Linked DNA regions of Mus musculus: region 1 is linked to region 2. The links are chromatin contacts, called in public promoter capture Hi-C maps. All regions are on one chromosome and are shown on one strand. Each heading gives the region's core, a stretch centred on a gene start, on an enhancer-like site or on the middle of the called end of the contact. The rest is flanking DNA. Distances are from core to core; before and after follow the strand shown. Region 1 holds the start of 2610528A11Rik (RIKEN cDNA 2610528A11 gene). Region 2 holds the start of Ccser2 (coiled-coil serine rich 2).

Region 1 (3,772 bases), core at 949-3,448, 140 kb after region 2:
AAACAAACCACCACAACAAAAAAAGAATATTTGTTAAAAAACAAACAACCACCTCCAACGACAACAAAATCAGGATGAGGTTGTCGAGGGGAGGCAAGAGGTAGCCTATGCTGTGTGGCTTTCCAGAGACAAAATAAATCTTGGAGGTCACTGTGCCCTCTGAGTATTTCTTTTCTCATGATGCTTTGAAAACACCTTAGCCCTGTGGAGAAATGTCTTTGTGCTTAGACGTTAATTCTGACTGATAACCCAGATCTGTAGTCTAAGAAAAACATCCTAAATCCAGGAAACATCGTAGTGTTACACAAAGCTTTTGCGACTGCATACTTAATATAGTGTGTGTGTGTATGTATGTATGTATGTGTGTGAGCACATGAATTCATGAATGAACACTCATAGGATGTCAAGTTGTGCACATACATATCTGTTGAGGAATGCTATACCCTGATGCTGCAGGATACAATCCTAAATGGGGGGAAAGGTTTAAGGTCAAAGGCACCATACCCATTGGATTTCCACTAGACTCAAATTGGTGACCTTGAAATTGTCCCAATATAAGGCTCTGTTAAATGGCAATGCTGTGGGCTGTGTTGAAGAAACTAGTCATTGTTTTCTTTATAGAAGTTGCATTTTCACTGTAGAAACTTGAGCAACAACAACCAATCAAACAACCAAAACTAAAAGCAAATGCTTTCCGTAACCCAACTACTCAGGGAGGATCCTGTACAGGACTGAAGTCAACCATCACTATTGTGAGTGATTAAGTAATATTGTGAGGGGAGTTTTTTTTTATTTTAATCTTTTATGTTCACTAAGAGTTAAAATCATAAGTATCGATATGAAAAAAGGAAATAGAGGATTAAGTAGGAAAAATACTCCAATACGCAGCTTTTAGAATGAACAAAGGCAGTAGGGGCATGGGGAGGTGACTCAGGCTTGAAGAGCGATTGCTGTTCTTCCAGAGGACCCAAGTCTGGTTCCAAGAACTCAAGTCCAGTGGCTCATAACCACCTGTAACTCCACAGCAGGAAGTCTAGCACCCACTTCTGGCCTTTGAGGGCATCCGCTCACATGTGGCATATCCGCATACAGTCACATCAATAAAATAATGAATCTTAAAGGCAGCAGGTATAAATATTCTTCTCTACAGGGATGAAAAGACCATGTATGTTCCCACACATATATCCCCCTATTGTACATAACTTCATTCCTTCTGCATGTGGAGCATTCTGTGCAGGATTTGAAATCCTCAAGTTTAAATGGCCAATTGTTCATTTACACTGTTACAAATGCAACACTGTATGCAACTTTATATAGTTGTCAGGTCCAAGGGAAACTCCACTCTCCCAAAAGCTGGCACTTGTTTTCCTCAACCAAAGCAGCCATTTCCTTATTACTTTCAGAAGAGACAAATGGCTGTCTGTGGAGCCTGCTAGGACACCAAAGTGCATACAGGCTCCAGGACTTCTCAGGGTAACAACTTCTGGCTCGTCTCAATTCTTCTCATCCTGTCCCTCTAGTCTCAATTTCTCCAAACCACGGGATTCTCTTCCCCAACTTTTCATTCCCACGTAAGCATGACATTTCAGCCATGCGTGCTGTCTATTGTCTTCCTCTCTTGGCCCTCTCCTTCTTGGCTTCCTTAGCCTAAATTCTCTGTCTTCCTCCTCTCTTGCCCTTCCTCTTCCCTTTTTCTCTCACGATCAAGTTCTGTCTGCTGGCTATGTTTAGTGTACTACTTCCTCTCTCTGCTCCAGACTCTTCCAGATGCCTCTGGCTGTACTTACCTTGTATCTACCGTAAGCACCTTCCCTTTTACTGTACCTTGGAACTGCAACGTCTTCCGTTTACACATCTGGTGCCAAAATTCTGTTTACACAGTAGGCCTGTAGCATCTTTGGGAACGGGAGATGCACATAAAAGCTATAAAGTCTGAAGTTCCCAAGCTATTCGTTAGGCACTGTTGTGAACAAAATATCTGCACAATTCACAGGACTGTCTGCTGGAACCTATGCCCCACTAGTTTCTGTTCAAAACCTTCCCAGACCACGGAGTCAATGCCCAGGGGCAGGTTACCTTCTGAGGAGAAAATGCAGAAACAGAGGAGCAGCATGCAGAGCAGACCGGAAAGGGCTAGAAGTCTCATAGTGAAGGAGCCGGAGTCTCACGCCTAGGGAGGAAGCTGTGCCACGAAAGACCTCCCTTTGGCCTCTGAAGACATTTATAAGGTGGCAGAAAGAGGCGTTTCCCCATAGGCAAGGCATCCCAGCCCTAGAAGTCGCATAAGTGCAGAGGGCCCCTCCCAACAGGATAATAAACCAGCTCTTCAAGAAGTCAGGAGGATTAGGTGACTTGCTGCACGTAGTGCTGAATGTCTAGCCCTGGAAGCTGTTCTGTGTTGGCCTCGGTGGTTAGAAAAAGAAACTCTTGTGTAGCGAAAAGGGTTAAAGGTTAACTTTTAGAGTGAGCAATAACTCCACCGAATGCAGATCTTCCTGCCCTCTTGTAAATGTGGCTGGGGAAGGGGCCATAAAAGCAAAGGCAAAGGCTCAGGGGGAGCCAAATGGCCTGGGTTGGAATCCTTTCCCTGACATTTATCAGCAGTGTTATCTTGAACTTGTCATCATTAATTGTCTCTGAGTCTGCTGTCCATCTGTAAAGTGGACACAGAGCGGCCTGAGGACATGTTCCAAGAAGTCATCTGTGCCAAGCTGGGTACTTATGCCATTGTTAAAGTATGTGGGGACTGAAGCTAGTCCTTGGGGAACAACTGTCAAAGTGATTAAATAAAAAGGGTCCTACATGCCAGCCTGAGCCAGGCATGGCATCTGGGAGAATCCCACTGGAGGAGTAAGGGAGTGTTTCCCAGCCACAGGAAGCTAGATCGCTCATCCCTTAGACATGCTCTGGACTGAGATGTGATACTGTGACTGACCTCAGAGACTGCTGTGCAAAGAGAGATGACTGCTACATTACATAGAACCATGCCAAATACCCATAAAAGATAATGTACAGCCAATTGGAGAAGGAAGGAGAGAAGGCTACCCAGAGATGGAGTAGATAAGGTTCGGTAGGACAGTGGGCCAGTATGGTGAGTCAGGTTGTGGTGGACTTCCTGGACCACAGATGAAAAAGGTAGGCCTGGTGTCTTTTGGCCGTGTAGGTAGATGCTGGACACTTAGGGCTCTTTTTTCTCCTAGGAATGGTCTGTGGTCTCTAAGACCACATGGCCAAAGCATAGGGATTGAATGGAAGACAGCTCCCTGTGGGACAGGGCAAGCACAATACTGTCTTTGTTAGGGGTTAACTGCTGGGAATAGACACCATGACCTAAGGCAACCCTTATAAGGACAACATTTAATTGGGACTGGCTTACAGGTTCAGACATTCAGTCTATCATCAAGGCAGGAGCATGACAATGTCCAGGCAGGCATGGTGCAGGGGGAGCTGAGAATACTACATCTTCATCTGAAGACAACTAGGAGATTGACTTCCAGGCAGCTAGGATGAGGGTCTTCAAGCTCACACCCATAGTGGCACACTTACCCCAACAAGGGCACACCTATTCCAACAAAGCCACTCCTCTTAATAGTGGCATTCTCTCTGCCAAGCATATTCAAACCACCACAGTGCCTTAGCAAGTGCCAGCCTCTGGTCTTGAGGGTTAGATGAGTCAGGGAATCTCCAGCCTGTGTGGGATAGATAGTATGTGGGCAATTGCCACACACTCTACTGAGCCTTTGCTCAGCTCTGCTCAAACTCTCAGCTCCTG
Region 2 (3,501 bases), core at 362-2,861:
CAAAAAGATTCTACCTGAGGGAAGGTAGAATAAAAAAGTTCCTGCGCGAAGGGCGGCTTCTGGCTTTCTTGTTATGACGTATTAAAGAAACAGAACAAATTACAGGTTAAGGGTTGTTAAGTATTTTTAACCTAGAGACTGAGGTCAGTGTTGCTGAGAACAAGGAAGAAAACCACCATATAAGAGAAGAGCAATGCACTCTAACAAATTAAGAGAGACAAACATTAATAAAGTCTGGAAAGAAGACTGACTTCATCCAATGCAAACCCTTCATCAACGTTTACATCCCTTACCAATTATACACTATACATTTTAACGCATACTTTATAGTTATCCTTTGCATTAAATTTGATTCCAGTTTTTTAATCTAAATGATGATACTTTAATCAACTGTCTAAATACATATGTCTCACTAATACTTAATGTTCTTGACCCCCCCAAAAAAAATGCTTTTTCAAACGGCTACTCTGAAAAAAAAAAAAAAAGGTAAATGCTTATTCTCATTCATAACCGTCCTCCCCCAGCTTGGGTTTTTTGAGACAAGGTCCAGGTAGTTTTTGCTATTCTGAAGCTTGCTATGTAGACTAGGTTAGCCTGGAACTCACAGAAATCCACCTGCCTCTGCGTCCTGAATGCCAGGATAAAGGCGTGAACCACCTGGTTTTTCTCTCTCCTTAAGTGAAACAGGGCATTCCAATCTTGAACGGCGAAGAGTCTGTGCACTAGTCATTTCCATGGCTAAGGCCTATTTTATGATCAGCAAACCTAATTGGCTAGGTAGCCAGCAAAGATGAATTTGCAATTATTGAAATTCAAAATCAGGCTTTACGAGCAACGACCACCTCAAATGGATTGCCCCCTCCCTTTACTTTGTCAAGAAAGTAGGTACATTTTTAAAAAAAATGTATAAAAATAGACGTCCAAAAGAGGGAGAGGAGGGGCGTAAAGCACCTGAACCTACAGACGCCCCGTAATCCACCAAAGTTCTCAAGACGTGTTTTAGGGCGTGTCTTTGTTTTGACTCAGTGATTTAAAAAAAAAAAAAAAAAAAAAATCCCACTCATTCCGGGCTCTCAGGTACTTTCCCTCACCAACGCGAGCATCCAGGCTTTGAAATCCCAGGGCATCTCTGCCTCGCCCTGATTTCCCGGTGCAGGAAGGCTGCAGCCCGGGCATCCCGCGGCCCCTTCCCGTCACAGCACCACCGAGCAGGGGCATCCGGCCTGCCCGCTGCACAGCAGGCGGCTCGGGAGAGGGGGCGGGGGCTCCGAGGGTCGTCCCAGAGCGCTGCTGGCCAAGGACACCCGGCCCTCCGTCCGCCCGCGCTGCGCCCCGGAGCCAGGCAGCCTCGGGCGCCCCGAGACCCCGGCCCTGACCCCCGACTCTCACCGTGCGGAGGTCGCGTTGCCTCCTCGGCCGCGGCCCGGCTGCCGGTCGCCCAGCGACCTGCCCGCCCGAGGATGGGAGAGAGGCGAGAGGCAGTTCCGTCACATCCCGGTCTGTCCAGCCGCCTGCCCCGCAGCAGCCAGCATCGCCTCCTCGGCCTGCGGGAGCGCCGGACTTCACCGACGCCGCGCCCCCTCCCTAGGCCGGCACCCTCCTGGACTCCGCCCTCCAGGGCCCTCGCACTACGCGTGCGCGGCCCCGCCTCCCGGTCTGTCCTTGCGCAGGCGCGAGTCTCACTGGACTAGACCCCGCCTCCGGGCCCGCCCCAACCTCGCGCCAGCCGTTCGCAGGCTCCGCCCTGATCCACTGACCTTGCCTTTTTACCCCCTGACTCAGGTCTTTTCCTGGCTTGAACCTTTCACTCCGGTCTCTTGGCTGGATTCAAATGTGCAGCTTGACCACAACCAAACCTGTCAGCTCCGGCTCCAGTCTGACAGGAGTGATCTGAACACTGGAGCAAGCATGACTTCCCCACTTTACGTCTTGTTTTGGCCTGACTGTGGCTGGCTATGCCTCAGCCGTGCATACTGAATCTGAGCGGAGATTGCGATAAAACACTGAGAGCTGAGAATTGGAGCTATTTTATGAGGCTGTGGATCCCAATCCCATTCCAAATGCCATCTCTCCCTCCTTCCTAGATGGTCAGACAAGTCGTTGAGAGTCACCATCATGAAAGCCTTCAGTATCTGGCTGTCTATTAAAAGCATTGACGGTGATATTTATCTGACCCTAGACTGCCTAGTCTCCTCACTAGCCCTAACAGCTCAACTGAAATTAATAATATTGAAAGAGAACTTGGAAAGTCTCCACCTGTCCTCCAGACCACTAACATAACCACTGTGGTAGGGGAGGAGACACTAGCGCCCCTCAGGCCATCAGACTGTTGAAACATTATACTCCAAATAATGTTTTAAATTTTAGGTATTTTCATCCTGGAGAAATGGAAACAACACTGAAGGCCTAGCGCTATCCAGAGAAGGAGCTTGCCTCCCAGGATTCGTAGCTCTGACAACTTCTCAGACCACTTTGCAAGATAGACCGGAGTGAGCCGAAACAGTGCTAGGTCAGTCCTATCACACCTTAACCAGGCAGGAGTGCTCAATTTACAACTATCTCTAGCTCTCTATATAGACTTAAACCTCTGGTCAGTACTCCTGACGGTGGACTTGGTGATAACTGTACCCTTTTGCTTCCTCCAATTCCCTATGTGGCCATAATGAGTAAATTTCCTTTTTACCTGTTTCATTATTACTTGTCTCTTTAATTGGTCAATAGAATAATGATAGGGAGACTTAATTTTGTGGATGATAATGTGTATCTTTAAAGTGCTGGAAAAGACTAGGGCTTCATGCAGTATGTTTCTTTTTAGATTAAGTAAATCATTAAGAGAGCAAACACCAGTTCCAGACCTCAGATTCAAACACAACACTCATGCGATGAGGTTGCTAAATATGCTTTGGACTTTACGCTACAATCTAAATTGAGAGATGGAAAAGAAGTGGCTCTCCACAGCTTGTCCTTGGGAGCTAGGCAAGATGCAACTGTTCCAATAGGCTCTATAAAGAATCTGGGAGGGGGCAGGGTGATCTTTCCATTCCCCAAACCAGGAAGAGCTTTGCTTCTCAGAACTGCTTGGCTGTTGTCTTGTGACTCCCTGAATATTTGAGGTAAGTATGTGTTTTCTTTGGCAGTTTGACGTGCTAGGTCACCACTTCCCTTTCTTCTGCAAAGGTAGAAGCCTTACAGAGTGCCTGATGCATATGAATTTTTCAGGCTTCATCAAATTTTCTGTGTTCCCATTTTGTCTTTGTCCCAATTTTCTCACTTCCTTGGTTGGCACCTTGCTTCTATTTCTATTAGGCAAATCTTCCAGTGTATGCCCACAGGATTTTAATTTCCCGGATGACTGTGACAACACCGCGAGATCAATGTACTGAAAGATTATTTTTATGGCTTACATTTCCTGAAAGATGGGGTGCCATGTCATGCAGGGGCATATGGAGAGGCATTGGGTTTGGCTGGGAGTGAAGGGAAAACCCAGACCAAAGCTATTAT

What was found. Capture Hi-C pulls out chosen DNA fragments and counts their contacts.
Region 1: a contact with region 2 is called in a promoter capture Hi-C map of adipose tissue. The contact joins the promoter of 2610528A11Rik here to the promoter of Ccser2 in region 2. A contact is called at or near these places in 8 of 39 promoter capture datasets (the 3T3-L1 cell line, 3T3-L1-derived adipocytes, the C10 cell line and 4 more), 14 of 484 Hi-C or Micro-C datasets (B cells, CD8 T cells, the G1E-ER4 cell line and 10 more), 3 of 115 datasets of contacts at active chromatin or transcription factors (CD4 single positive thymocytes, bone marrow-derived macrophages and microglia) and 2 of 9 other capture datasets (adipose tissue and liver).

Annotation. Positions count from the first base shown.
Region 1 is chr14:37,107,903-37,111,674 of GRCm38.p6, forward strand. 2610528A11Rik (RIKEN cDNA 2610528A11 gene) reads right to left here and starts at 2,199. Exons shown (of 3, transcript NM_001206684.1): 1 at 2,077-2,199. The coding sequence starts at 2,146.
Region 2 is chr14:36,967,153-36,970,653 of GRCm38.p6, forward strand. It overlaps Ccser2 (coiled-coil serine rich 2), which reads right to left and starts at 1,612. Exons shown (of 11, transcript NM_027045.1): 1 at 1,390-1,612.